2 separate regions of the Mus musculus genome follow, and region 1 is linked to region 2. The links are chromatin contacts, called in public Hi-C maps. All regions are on one chromosome and are shown on one strand. Each heading gives the region's core, a stretch centred on a gene start, on an enhancer-like site or on the middle of the called end of the contact. The rest is flanking DNA. Distances are from core to core; before and after follow the strand shown.

Region 1 (7,344 bases), core at 4,069-6,568, 560 kb before region 2:
TCAGCAAAGCAGCAAACATGAACTTCAGTTTGCCTGGACCCTGCCCGCTAAGCTACTTCCCTGTCAATTTTTAATTTTCTTTTCATTAATTTAGCATCATTGTATGCCTATGCTGGAGTCTGTGCCATTGGTGGCACTGGTTTCTGGGCGCCTGCTTGTCGATGGGGACATGGGGATGGGGTGTGATAAGGAACACAGAATCCTCCAAATATTTGACAGAATGTCACAAAGGATTGTATTTGCATGTACTCGGCTGGTAGGACATGATGATTAGTGTGCGGTGCGTTGCTGGCTCTGCGTATTCAGCTCAGACGGCTCAGATCGTCTACATAGCTTTGAATAGTGTATATGTACTTTGAACATATCTGTGACGAGCAAAGCTGTCACTCTGTTGAAAAAAAAAATGTAGCTGCAGAATTGACAATACCAGTTTAATTTTTTTTAAAAAAGGAGGACATCTCCTAAATAATTATTATCATGCTAATAGCATTTGTATTCTTTTGTGTATAATTAAGATCTGCCTGTCTAAGCATGAAATGGAGTTGAGATCATGAATGAGGGTGCTATCCTTAACCTATTTAGTAAATCAGTTTTAATTTGGCTTTCTTTAGGTAGAATCATAACAAGAGTCTGTTGTATAAAAAAAGAATCTACAGTTTATGGCAGTAAACAGTCATAGAAATATAATATTTAGCAAAACTCCCCATGAAATTAAGGAAGCCCCTCTTGTGAACACTATGTTGAATAAAAAACAATTCAACAATTATAGATATCTCTTATCTTATTAACCCTTTGTTTCTCAGAGTGATAAATGCTGGAGCTGTTCTTCTTCTGACCTCTTTAGTTTGGGGATGTGATTCTTTTTTCTTTTTAGGTAATAGAAATTAGTTTGATATTCATATTCCACTTACTTCCAAGAGAATTTGAGGCAGAAAATAGGCTAAAATACAGTGGAAAAAGAAGGCATTTCAGTTTAGAGCATAACAGGTTATGTAATTTAATAATCACAAACTGGTTTGGAATACTGTGCTGTTTTGTTCTCTTAGAAATAGTAATATCTGTTTTTGGTGCTTTTCCCCCCCCTTCTGTAATTTCATGGTTAATACCTAGGCAGGCAATTATGCTAAAAGAAATTATCCTTGTCGTTTGGCAAGAGGTATTTCTTTATCTTCAGGGTACTCAGGCTTCTTAAACCTATCCCTTCTCCTCCCCAACTCGAGTGTGAGCATTTGCATGCTGTGATTTATAAGGTGATCAGAAAACACCTCTATTTATCAATTATGAGGGAGCATAGGCTGCTTGGAACTGATCAAGCAGCCTCCTTGGCGAGAGGACCCTCTGAGGGGGCGGGGCAGGGGAGAGGGGACTGGAAGGAGAGAGTGAATGGCAACAGGAGGGAGTGGGGGCTGCCTTGATGTGTCTGCTTTGTTTGCCTGCTGAGACCCACTTGCCAGGCTTCCCACAGCTTTTCTGGTGTTGTGCACACAGGCGGGCCCCTGCCATTTGATTTTTTCCATCCATATTTTTGGTGATCACACTGTTTTTCTATGAATCTGTATTTGTTTTTCAGTTGTCAGCAAATATGTTCTGCGTATCTCTGCATTGTGGGCACTGTGCTGGGGGCCTAGCATCGTGCAGCCCCTGGAATGCATAGAAGGCAAGCCTAAGAAACACCTCTTTTCTCTTAACATGAGCCAAGCAACTTTACCTGAGAGTATCAAAATAAAAATAAGTAGGAAAATATAAAATAAATGCCAAGGAAATGAAATGATGTTCATGAAATTGTTGTCCCTATAATGCCTAGCATGTCGTAATTTACTTAATAAATATTAATCTATAATAATTAATTGTTGATTATGAAGAAGAGGATGCTGCTGCTGCTAATGATAAAATACAGGTATCATGTAGGACATTAGCAAAGCTCAGAGACAGGTTCTACTGGAGAAAGTTGCTCTACCCTTTAGGAAACATTTGAATGGGTTTCTTGCTGTCTACTATAACAGCTGCCTGGTAGAACTTCCTCTACTCTCCCTAATTCTGGATCTTTCTCCGTTTCGTATTCAGTTCACGGCCTGATTTTCTGTTTACTGTTTTCTGGCTTCCCCTTGGCTGGAGTGTAAGCTTCCTGCGAACAGGGTGTTCTGATTTCTTTTCTGGGAAATCTCAGGCTGATTAAGAGTGTGGGACTGAGCTTAACACTCTACTTAATACATAGATTTGAACTTTGGCTGAATAGCTGATGGGTTGTCTGACTCGCCAGAACTTTGTCAATCTCCTCTCCTCGCCTATATTCCCCATTAGGAAAGGAAGATTTCCAGAGAGTTGGTGGTCTGCGGAACCTTCTGGAAACATAGACAATGCAGTTAGAGCCACTCTGCACAGTGTCCAGTTCTCTGAGACACAGTCTTCCTGAGAAGTTCCTCAGGAATGCACAGTGGCCAGGAGAAGAATCATCAGGGTAGACCAAGCAGTGCATGAGTCCTTCACGGGGTCACACCTCAGACAGACTTTCAACCCAAACATATGTTAGTTTGTTGAGGTCATGACGCTTTCTGTACTATACCGGTTGTGAGAAATTTGATGAAGTACTGTTTGAACTCTGCACAATGCGGAACCAACAATAAATGCTTTCCAGTGAGCTACTACCTCTAAGTGTTATGATTGGTTTATGGCTGAGGTTTATCTTAGGAATAATGTATTATGTTGTATAAAATACTACATCACAAAATTTAAAATTACTTGTTACATGCTAAGTTCTCACTCTTTCTGTCTCTATTTACTAAATCACTTCCTTAGTTTATGTCACCTTGTCACCTGTCTAGTTCTTTAAATGTTTACTTTATTGTTATTGTATGTGCATGTGACGTACATGGGAACATAGGCAACAGTTAAGAGTCTGGGCATCAAGCTCGGGTCCTCAGGCCTGTTTAGAGAGGACTTTACTCATGAGTTAAATACCCTTTGGTACCCAAACTATCACTAGAATGTATTTGACGGAAAAAAACCAAAAACAAAAACCTTAAGTAGCCAGTGTTGGAAATATGGAGAGATTAAAAACAAATTTTATTTTAAAATAAAAAAAAAAACCCTTTTCTCCTCCACTGCTTATGACTATCAATTATGATGTAAAAATGTTGTGACTTGGATGAAGGCTAATAGAGGCAGGAAGAGGAAAATCTGTTCAAACCATTTGTTATTTTTTATTTTAAATTTCTATGCACTTGAGTAAGTAGCTAGTGTTTCAAAATATAACCTAATTTTTCCTGTCATGTGTATTTCCTTATACATTTATGCTAATGTATATTTATATCTTCACACCCACCTTCATAGCTATACAATAAATATCTCAAAATTGAATATAAATTTTCATGAAAAAATTATAGCATAGAAGGGTATTATTTTGAGAAAGAAAGGTGATGTGGTAAAGTTATAGAAAACACATAACATTATAATAAAAATGAAGATGTTATAAAATTAAATAGACAAGGTATAATAGCATTTAAGTATAGAATTTAACTTCATATAAATACCTCATTAAAGGTATCAATTTTATGGATAATTAATATAAAATGGATAATTAATGCAAAAATTGTCCCAAATAATTAAATTTAATTATCTACTTTTTACAATACATGAACATATATTTATGATCAATTAAAAAGTTAAATCTAAAAAAAAGAGCCAATAAGAACTATCTCTATGGAATTTATGTTACCATTATAGGCAGAAGTATAGGAAAACCATTTCAGTATTAAAAGCAAAGAGGACGTAGAAAAATGAAACGGATTTGATGGTATGATAATTGAATTTTGGTTAATTTCAAACATTTACAAAAATTCTTCCTCACAGAAGTGCCTGGGGAAATGGCTCAGAGTCAGAGTCCTTGCTTAATAAGAATGAGGTCTTGGTTCAATCTACAGCCCTGCAGAAGATTGAATTCCAGATAAATATTTCCAACTTTTATGAACGATAAATGCTATTGCTTAACCATGCCTGTTTAATAGAATGGTAGTATGAGGTTCTCCACTAGGGCCTATGTACCAACCAGCCATGGATGCTTTGACATGGGTTCTTTCTCATAGAGCCGGCTTTAGATCAAATCAAGAAGTGTTTGGCCATTCCTCTAACATTCATGCCACCATTGCACTGGTGGATATCTCTCAAACCCTATCAGAGAAACTTGGGTTTACAGTAGACTGCGATTATACAGACTCCCACACCAGAAGGTCAACATGATGGCTATCAGAGGTCCTGGAGTGTTCAGCTCTAAATGGGTCATCTCTAAAATACTCTCTCCCACAGAAGTTCTAAAATCATAGAAGAAGAGGCAGTTCAAAGATTAAAAATAGGCAGTGGTAGTATATGTCTCTAGCAGAGACATATTTGCTATGCAAGCCAGTGTAATTACACACTTGAACTCACAGCAGCTGTGACTGCAAGAACGAAACACACACAAAGAGCTGAGAAAATCCTAGCATTGATGGGGGGTCGGGGAGGGTCATATCCCACTTCAGGAGCTATTGGCAATTGATGACTGCTGGAGTGGGAGAGGGTTTCCTTAAGGCATGCAGGCCCTGAGAGGCTCCATGTAGGAGCCTCTCTCCTCCAACCACACACATTCAAGCAACACTAAGTTGATGGGTGTGTGTGGGAGAGCTCTCAAGAAGTTGGAAGAGACAGGAAGTGGGAGATAGGGGAGAAATTGAAAGGAAGGAGTGATGCAAGGCAAATATGGTCCAAAAGCATTACACACAGGTCTGAACAGTAAGTGAATTAAGGGGGAAATACAGTACCAATAGAAAACAAAGGTCTTAAGAAATGATCAGGAAAACAGACCTATGCTGGGATCATGTGTCTAGAGACTCTGTACTTCCTCCACCACCTTAGACACCCTTGTAAATTAACATAGCAAGAAGAAAATAAAAGTTTTTGTATTGTATTTGTATGGTTTAACTAGAATGCACCCTCGGGGGTCTTTGCAGAGCCTACCCCAGGAAATGGATTTGCACTTATGCTGTGTGGAGGAGCTCAAAAGCAAAAACTAGATCCTGTTGCCCAGGTTCTGTGACTCCTCAGCAGGACTCTGCTTCTTGTTTGCAGGGACACATGTGGAGAGAGAAAGTTACAAAGGAAGTGAAGAGATGACAGTGTGAAGTGCCATGTCAGGAGCTGGACAGGCTCAGGGCTTCAGGACAGCCAGAGCCACAGGCACAGCTTATGCTTGGAAGCCTCATGTTCGTAGTGGAGAACAGATCTCTGAGCACACTAGCTGGCCAGGGAGACACCTGCCTTCTCCATGATAGACAGCTTTCCAGAAAGCCACACAAACGCAAAAGTACAAACCAGACAAGGAGTCACCACAGAGACACTACTGTCTTAGAGGAAAAAGGAGTATCTCCGAACGAAGCCTTCACCATGCAGCTACAATTTAACCAGGAGGAATGTCGTTGGTTCCCGTGTCCTTATTTTTACTTTTTAGAGTAAATTCGAAGAGATGCGATGCAGGAATTCAGGAGATGAAAATGTGTTAAAAGGAATGAAAAGTGAGCTGAGAGAACTCAGGGGGAAAGCGAAAGAAAAATAACAAGGAACTGAAACCCAGGCAAGCGCTGGGTTCACTAGCAGGGGAGGACTGTGAGAGCACTGCCTGCTGCACCGAGGGGAGTGAAGAAGACAGCAAAGGAAATGAACTAGGCAGAAAGGTAATGAGGGCCCGGCTCCCATATGCTTATTTGAATTCCGTATGGAAGAAAACCTGGTACTAATGCAGTGATTAATTAAGGATACAAGTTGATGAAATTCGCTTCAAAGAAAACAAATCTATGCGTTGAAGGGGCATACATCCCGGAAACCTTGGCCCATTTTAGGCAATAAATACCAAACACAATCTCACAAAAGGTGAGGCAGAAAGGCAAAAAAAGAAAAAAGAAAGAAAAGAAAAAAACATTGACACACTTATAATAGATTAAAAATCAGGCTGATTCCAAACTTCTCCACAGCAAAGTTTAGCTCCCACAGATAATACAGTAAGTCTATAGAAGACTTACGAAAATACGAATGAAGGATTAAGACAATAAAACAGCTGTTTCAAACACTCCAAACAGCAGTGACCCTCCATGGACATGCTGGAACTCTGAGTGGAGCTAGAGGGAGGGGCACAAAACAAGGCTGCTCTCCTGGCAGAGGTGCTCAAGGTCACCACACACACAAACTACACTCTCAAAAGTGGGTGTGTGGACACGCAAACTTTATATGCCCCAGTACAGGGGGACGCCAGGGCCAAAAAATGGGAATGGGTGGGTAGGGAAGTGGGGGGGGGGAGAGTATGGGGGACTTTTGGGATAGCATTGGAAATGTAATTGAGGAAAATATGTAATAAAAAAATTAAAAAAAAAAGTGGGTGTGTGGAAGGGTTGAGAATTTTAATCTGTCATCTCTCTGTCTCTGTCGGTCTCTATCTGTCTCTGCCTCTCTCTCTCTCCCCCTTTTTCCTTCCTTCCTTCCTTCCTTCCTTCCTTCCTTCCTTCCTTCCTTCCTTTTTTTCTTTTCTGCCAAGTACATCCTTGTAAAAATAATATACAAACAAAATAGTGATTAAAAAAATCAAATGGAAATTAAAAGAAGTATGATGTTTGCAAGTTGATGAATGTAATCTGCTGATAAATTAACTTATAAAAGCAAGATCACTTGATATTACAAAAATGAATACAAAAATGTGTGGCTGGGGATGTAGCAGGAGGGTAGAGAAATTGTTTACCATGTATTATGTCCCGGATTTGACTATCAGCCTCTGCATATGTGTGTGTATTTGTATGTGTGTATGTGTATGTGTCTATGTGTGTGCCTCTGTGTGTATGGCTTTGTGTGTATGTGTCTGTATGTGTGCATGTGTAAGTGTGTGTGTGTGTGTGTGTGTGTGTGTGTGTGTGTGAAATGTAGTGTCCAACCTCAGATGTTGTAAGATGTCTCACTGTCCTGGAACTCAGCAGTTAGGTGATTATGGCTTACTAGTTGGTTCCACAAATGTAACTGTCTTACTGTACACAACATTTGGGACTACAATCTTGGGCTCTCTTGATTTTTATGAGTACAAGGCAAGTGCTTTACTGACTGAGGGAGAGCTCTATGAATGTAACACTGTGGCTTTCATTGCTCAGAGGATAAGTGTATCAGATAAATAGTCTCAAAATCAGAGGCCAGTTGATGGGACAAAATGGGGTAGCTACAATAATTAAATCTCATTCTTAAATATTTAGAACTATAAATGTATAAGAAGACTCATGGCAACAAAACACAACACCAAACACCTGGAACAAAATGTAAAATATTCTGACATAAGAGGAA
Region 2 (7,368 bases), core at 3,483-5,982:
CAAGATTTTGCTGACAGGACCCAGATATAGCTGTCTCTTGTGAGGATATGCCAGTGCCTGGCAAATACAGAAGTGGATGCTCACAGTCATGTATTGAATGGCCCAGGGGGCCCCCAATGAAGGAGTGAGAGAAAGTACCCAAGGAGCTAAAGGGGTCTGCAACCCTATAGGTGGAACAACAATATGAACTAACCAGTACCCCCCAGAGCTTGTGTCTCTAATTGCATATGAAGGAGATGATGGCCTAGTAGGCTATTATTGGGAGGAGAGGCCCTTGGTTTTGTGAAGATTATATGCTGCAGTACAGGGGAATGCCAGGGCCAGGAAGTAGGAGTGGCTGGGTTGGGGAACAGAGCAGAGGGGGGATATGGGGACTTTCGGTATAGCATTTGAAATATAAATGAAGAAAATATCTAATAAAAGAAGATATTTGCAAGCCATATATCTAATGAAATAGCTGCATGTGCAATACAAAGAAAACTCTTAATTCTCAACAATAAGAAAGTGAATAAACTAATAAAGAAATATGCAAAATCTGAAAAATTTCCTTGGATACAGATGACAAAAAGTCATGGAGAAATATTGTTCAATGACATGTTTTTCAACCAGAAATCAATGCTGGGGTTGGAGAGATTGCTTTGTTGGATCCTGAGTTCAAATCTCAGGCAGACATTTTAAAAAGGAGGGAGGGAAGGAAGGAAGGAAGGAAGGAAGGAAGGAAGGAAGGAAGGAAGGAAGGAAGGCAGGAAGGAGAAAAAGAAACAGGGAGGAAGGAAGGGAGGAAGGAAGGAAGGAAGGAAGGAAGGAAGGAAGGAAGGAAGGAAGGAAGGAGGAAAGGAAGGAAGGGAGAGAGAGAGAGAGAGAGAGAGAGAGAGAGAGAGAGAGAGAGAGAGAGAGAGAGAGAGAAAGAAAGAAAGAAAGAAAGAAAGAAAGAAAGAAAGAAAGAAAGAAAGAAAGAAAGAAGGAAAGAAGCCAAGCATGAGTGCAAGTGCCCACTGGGAGGAGGCTGGGAATATGGGTACAGAGATCTCAGAAGTTTGCCTGTCAACAGCCCCGTCAAGTGCTGAGGCTTCTGCTTTAGTAAAAGACCTCATCTTAAGGAAACTTGATAGTGGTAGAGCAAGATATTCAAAGGCATTCAAAGCCTTTTTTATTGAACTTTCTTTTTATCAATTGCCAAAGACTTATAGACTGCATTTGTGTTAGTGGGTTTCCAGTCTGTTTAGTCTCTTTATTTTATCTATTATCTTGCTAATGCAGGATGTCTTGAATAGTGTAAGTTGATAGTAAGTTTCCAGTTGGGTGACAATAATCATTAAGCACGTTCTTCTTTCGTGTCATATCGTGTGTTACACTGTTTTATTATTCTACCCAACTTTTAGAAAACATGTATTGCTACTCACAAAATAGCTTCCTGGGATTTTTATTGAGATTATGTAGAATCAATACAGAGCTTCCCAGCAAGAGGTTTTGCAAGAGTAGCCATCATAGTAACACTGAGCCTTCCAATTTACTAATTGTCCTGAGATTTGGGGTCACTTAGATTTTGATTTCTGTATCAGATTTTAATTTCTGGTTTCTTTAAAACGCGCTGCATTTCATTGTAGCATAGAAATAATCCTCTAAAGTTTTTTCATCTTGCAGAAGTCAAAAAGTCCTGGGAAATTATACAAGATTTGTCAAACCTGTGCAGGTAAGAGCACATTAACAAGTGCAAACAAATATCTCCAATCTGGGATCCTCCGACTGGGAGTCTGAGGCAGGAGATGCCATAGTTTGATGCCACTTTGTATTATGAAGCAATTATTAGGGCAGCCTGGGGTACAAAAGAAGACCCTGCCTTGAAACAAAACAAATAAAATTTTAACAATTTGTGAACAGGTCATAGTGTCTATAGAGATCATTTAACACTAGACAGTTTACAGTCTTCAAAACAGAAGAAAACTATCCAAAGACAACATCAGGGCACTTTTCAACGGGAAATGTGAGATGAAGACACTTGAAAGCAAGCACTCACTCAATGGCCACGAATGGAAACTTCTTACTCCAATGTGTCCAACTCCTGCAATGAGGCACTGGCTTGCCACTTGTCCAGGGGAAGAAGCAATTTTTCTGGTTATGGAATCTGAGTTGCAATATGACTTTTGTTGTTGTTCAGTAGAAGGTGGTTGAAATGACTCTGTGTACTGGAGAAAGCAATATTTTTAAAAGGCCATGATGTTCAGCCTGTTGGAGAACTATCCTCGCAACATCATAGAAGAAAACCTGCATTTTCTGCTAGAAGATCAGAGGGCTTCGGCTCAATATTTGAGCAAAGTCCTTTAGAAAGCTCAGTCTAGCGAGCCTACTAGAAAAGCACAGTTACATGAATGGCATCTAGCTGAACATGATGAGGATCTACCAAGCTAACCCAGTGACTGTGAGAAATAGTACATTGCCATTATTTCAAGGCACTAAGTTTAGGACTGTTTGTAATGCAACAAAAGAGCTGACAGAACATCATAAAGCAGAAATATGTATGGTTTGAGGTTCAACAAGCAATGCAAGAGGCCACTTGTAAGCTCTGAAGCCCCGATCCCAAAGCTCTAGAGGCTTATGATTGAATGCAATTTGAATAATTGCAGGAAAGAAAGGAAGGTGTTACAGACATGTAGGTAAGTCTAGGCAGCAGATAAGAACCGCAAAACAACAAAGGCGAACCATGAGCCGCCTTGCTTAGTTTCCTTTCCAAACAAAGCAGCCCTGTGTTTCTTTCTCTAAGTCTTCTACAATCTCCCTCTACTGGACATATATTTAGTGTGTTTCTCTGGAATGGGAAATGTAAGGTAGATTGTAAATTCTGGTGGTTTGGGGAAATAAAGGGGAGACTGGCATTCTGTGAACAGTCACAGTGTCCTAGGAGCTTGGCAATGGCTGTGTTCCCTTGATCATCAGAGCATGGCGGTATCAATTATCTCCCAACTTATCACAAAGAAAGCAACTGAAGGCAGGACACTATGTAGCATGCCTGGGTTCATGAAGCTGCTCAGTAGGACTACTTTCTTTGTTCTTTCAGAATCAACATTTTCACAACCATATCAATCTGGCTACTAACAGTGCTAATTTATCTCTTGGAAGAGGTACTCAAAAAACTGTCTCTGTGATAAACTTGAGAGATTTATGTGGCTGAAATTTTACCAATATTTTTATTCTACTTGTATTAGTACATAAATAGTTACCTTGGACCAGACCATTTCCAGTGTCTGTTCACATGAGAAGTACTGAAAGCTGTGAGTGAGAGAAGACCTAAGTGGATGTGTGCTGTTGGCACAGGCACAGCCAGGTCAGGGAGCCATAGCAGAAGGCTCAGAGGGATGGCAATGCCTTCCGCAGGGGACTGAGGGAGGGTGTCACAGGCTTGCTGAAAATGGGCACCAGAGCTTTATCCCCCGCCTACACCAAGTATTTATGGCCTAAAGACTGCTAACATACATAGCAGAGCTTGCACCTACTGAGGTTAGCTAAACCAGTCACCTACATCCAGCTATATGCCGTAGACTCTGCCTCCTTATTTGTCTGATTATAATAGTCCTGCCTCCTTTTTCAGCTGTACTCAGTAACTCTGCCTCTTTAGTAAGAAACACGTTGAACTTCCAGAGTGCTGTGGTTTCTCCATCCACCCTCCCAGTTAATCTAATCCCAGCCTTTCTGTGTGTCCATGCATTTATCTGACTTTCTTCATCCCCTTGCTCTCTCCGTCAAAGTCACAGGAGTCTAAATCAAGGACTCAACATGTCTATTAGCTCATAAGAGCATCATTCACTGATTTGTTTAAAAAATAATGTTAGGCACTGTTAAGAAGCAGTTTCAAGGCATCGAGAGCATAGAGTACGGGGCACTGCCACCCAACTCAAAGTCTCCACCTTCTGCTACTCAAGTTATCGTTTTAACATCTTCAAAGACATTATTGGGAGTTGTGAGCACCTTGACATCACTAGCGAGCTGGCTTCTCACTTAATTGTTTCCAGTGCTGTTTGGCCTTCTGACAAAGCAATAGGGTCAATAAGAAACACAATGCTTTCCCAGAAAGGGGAACAAAATTAACTAAGGAATATTCATTTATCTTTAGAAGTTATGATAGTTAAAACAAGTGTCTGCTCTGTAAGGAAGCTACACACACTCAAGTTAGAACAACTGAACCTTACATTAAAAACTGAATTATTTTTGTAGCACACAACAAAGCAACTAGATCCTAACCTGAACTGAGACATGTGTCTAAATCCGAATCTAGTTCTTGAAGTTCCTGTGGCAAGTTTGTCCAAAGTTAGAGTGTCATTTAATCCCAGCTGTTTCTAAGGTTCACAACTTCCATCTCTCCCCTCCCCCTCCCCCCATAAGTTGTCTGTGATTCTTGGCTGGAAGAGCTGTTTGTTTCTTTATTTAGCAAAACTGCACAGCTCTGCTTAGCAGAGGGACAAGCTGGAGTTTGCTAGCCTCCGCATTATCACCCAGGCAATTGTGGACCGGTCGCAGGTGTACAGACATGATGAGGGCGTAGGAGGAAACATGGACTAGCGCGTACTTGGTTACCAGGGCTCTGTCCACAAGCCCCGCACCTCCCTGAATCTGTAAGGGAAATCTGCTTTTCATGGTGGGCAGAGGTGGGGGTGCAGGTCGTACTTGCAGCTTCGAGGACATTGGGAGTCAGCAATTGCAAGCAGAGCTGTTGACAGGAAGCTGTTTGACTATTAAGTTGCAAAGGAAAGAGAAGGCAAGGGAAACTTGAAAAGGAAATAAATCAAAACTGACGTGCTTTCTGCGGAGCAGAGAACGAAACTGAGAGATTCGTGTTATTTTTAAAAGCTGCTGAGTTGGTCTCACTTCTTTGCTAAGTCTTGATTTTTTCCCCCTCAGAAGCCTTGAATACCTACCTACATGCACTGAAGGAGAAAAAAAAGGAGGCTCAGGTAACAGGCAGTGGACAGGTAGCTGAGCAGGCGTGGCCATCTCTCTTAGGGTCAGCTTTCTGTGGGACTTAATTGAATCCTATCACCTCTCACTTTCTCCATCTTCCCCCTCATTGATCAAACTGCTTTTGAGAAAAGTGATACTTTGCATATCTGGCTAAGTACTGTTAACAGCCTCTGCCTGTGGTTTGTTAAAATTAAAAAAAAAAAAAAAGTGTGATCTTGCCGGAGAAGTAATTTGCTTCTCTCCAACCAATGATGGCTTGTACTTTATGCAAATTGGTATCTAGGGACAACAAATCCCATTTAATACATATGCATAGTTCATAAAAAAAAACGATGTGAGAGAAAGAGGGAAAAAAAAAGGATAAAGCATCGAGTCAGCAAAACAACAGGTTCTGAGGAAATTTATTGTCCCAAATTGGACATTTGTAACAGATGATGTGAGCAAGTGTTAACTTTGTTTTCAGCAGCTCTTCACGTACACTCACTAGACATCACACAGATTATGTTTTAAGGATCTGAACTGTAATAAAAAAAAGTGTCTATGGGCTTTAGAGTGTTGTGTTCCATATGGTTAGGGAAGTACGGAGTTATTGCGACAAGCATCTTGTGAAGCTCATTACGCGTGGTGGTGTTAGATGCGAATTGCCGCGCATAGCTATAGGGTACGTACATGACATCCCACAGTCAGCAGATAGCAACTGGAAATGAAAGATATGAAGGCACAGAGTACAGCTTCAGGGAACATGTTAGACAAAACATCTGCTGGTATCAGAACACTGCATTATCAGATCATTGTAGCCATGAATTTTTTATAAAGATACTTTTCCCCCCCAAACCACAACTTTGAAAGTGACATTTTGTACAAAAAGTTTTTGATTGAAGTGTGGTGTTAGGACAAAGTCCAGTACAGTGAGTCCCTGTGGACTTCTATAGCCTGGCAAAAACTTTATTTTTATTTTTTCATACTGGGTCAGTGTCCATGGGTAAAAATGCCATGGCTGTAATGTGTGTTATGGGGATGCAGGAGCAACAGAGTGATGTAACAGCAGACTTAGCCTCTCTTACCGTGCTCAGTGTGTGGAGTGGTTTGAATCCTGTGGCCATTTAGGTTTGCTTGCACAGGAGTGAGCTGGAGAGTCAGTGGCCAGGTCTCATTAAGCAGGGTTCTGAATCCAGCGACTCACATCCTCAGCTTTGCTGTCTAATGGCACGCTTTTCTTCCTGTGCCATATCTATGTGAGAGTTCTCCTGTAAGAAGCTCCTCACCAAAGGAAACCCAGGAAGTGCCTACAGTTCCTGGGAAGTAGGAAGAAGGCGGTCCAAGAAGAGAGGAGGAGGCCACAGGGCATTCACCATGAGCAGAGCTAAAAGTGTTGATATCCAAGACCCATTTAGAACATGCTACATTACTCACCAGGAGTAATGAGAAAGGCCTTCGAAGAATATGATGACTTCTGGAAGAATCAGGGTCTCTTCCACCACCTTTCTGTTAAAATGGTTCTAAGAAATGGAATAATTTCACCTATTATGTCCACCCAGACCATGCAGTAGATGAATAAACATAATACAAAGGATGAGTTGATGGAAAAGAAAAAAACAGATGGAGAGCTATGGGCAACAACTACTTTTGCCAAAAGTAAATACAGTTGGTGTGTATATGCACGTGCCTGTGTGTGTTGGTATGTATATGTATATGTTTATTTGTATGTATATATGTGCATGTATATATATGTGTGTATATATATGTATGTGTGTATGTATGTATGTTTATATATGTATGTATATATATATATGGATGGATATAAATATTCATCTTTTAATAACATGCTAAGTTAAAAGTTAATCAGTAAAGCACCAAACCTTAAGTAAAAGAAAGAAAGAGAAATGAGTAGGAGATCCTGACTCTGACTTTGCCTTGATAGTACTTTCTGTTCCAAATAATTTTGCTTTTGTTTTCTGGTTTGTGGCTTTGAACTTATTGGGAGGATAACATTTAGTGAGCACCTTAGGTGGAAAATACAGTATGAAACACTGCTGTGAATAACCAGTCCCTCCATGGCCCACATACTCAGAGTTATGTAAAATACAAGTCAATGCATCCCAGTCACCAGCAAAATTTAGAGTTCCACCATGACATGAATAAGTCAGCCATAATTCCACCATGGCCTGAACAAGTGATCCACAGTTCCTAGAACTGCTTAAACATGAATATACACATATGTAACACATACAGAATATACATAGGTAGAAGACTGCATGATCAAACATGAATATACACATATATTATGTAGCACATACAGAATACACATAAGTAGAAGACTGCATGCTCAAACATGAATATACACATATGTTATGTAGCAATACAGAATATACATAGGTAGGGAAACAGAAAGGGAGAAAGAGAGAATTAGTGAGC

Evidence for each region. Hi-C and Micro-C count contacts between places; a contact is called where the count stands out from the background.
Region 1: a contact with region 2 is called in a Hi-C map of B cells, with 3 times the contacts expected there. The contact joins two enhancer-like sites. A contact is called at or near these places in 5 of 484 Hi-C or Micro-C datasets (B cells, cerebellar granule neurons, cerebellum and 2 more), 2 of 115 datasets of contacts at active chromatin or transcription factors (SST interneurons and embryonic basal ganglia) and 2 of 9 other capture datasets (embryonic tail and embryonic trunk).

Annotation. Positions count from the first base shown.
Region 1 is chr11:25,847,290-25,854,633 of GRCm38.p6, reverse strand. All of the region lies in intron 2 of 5730522E02Rik (RIKEN cDNA 5730522E02 gene), which reads left to right. Among named protein-coding and RNA genes, the nearest start is that of Gm51856, 67 kb to the right of the region's middle. Within about 2 kb of position 5,318, at least 34 of the 459 cell types and tissues checked have an H3K27ac peak or open chromatin away from gene starts, as enhancers often do. A contact at or near this core is called in B cells and SST interneurons, where this site is marked.
Region 2 is chr11:25,285,850-25,293,217 of GRCm38.p6, reverse strand. No RefSeq gene overlaps it. Among named protein-coding and RNA genes, the nearest start is that of Gm12069, 12 kb to the left of the region's middle. Within about 2 kb of position 4,732, at least 13 of the 459 cell types and tissues checked have an H3K27ac peak or open chromatin away from gene starts, as enhancers often do. A contact at or near this core is called in B cells and SST interneurons, where this site is marked.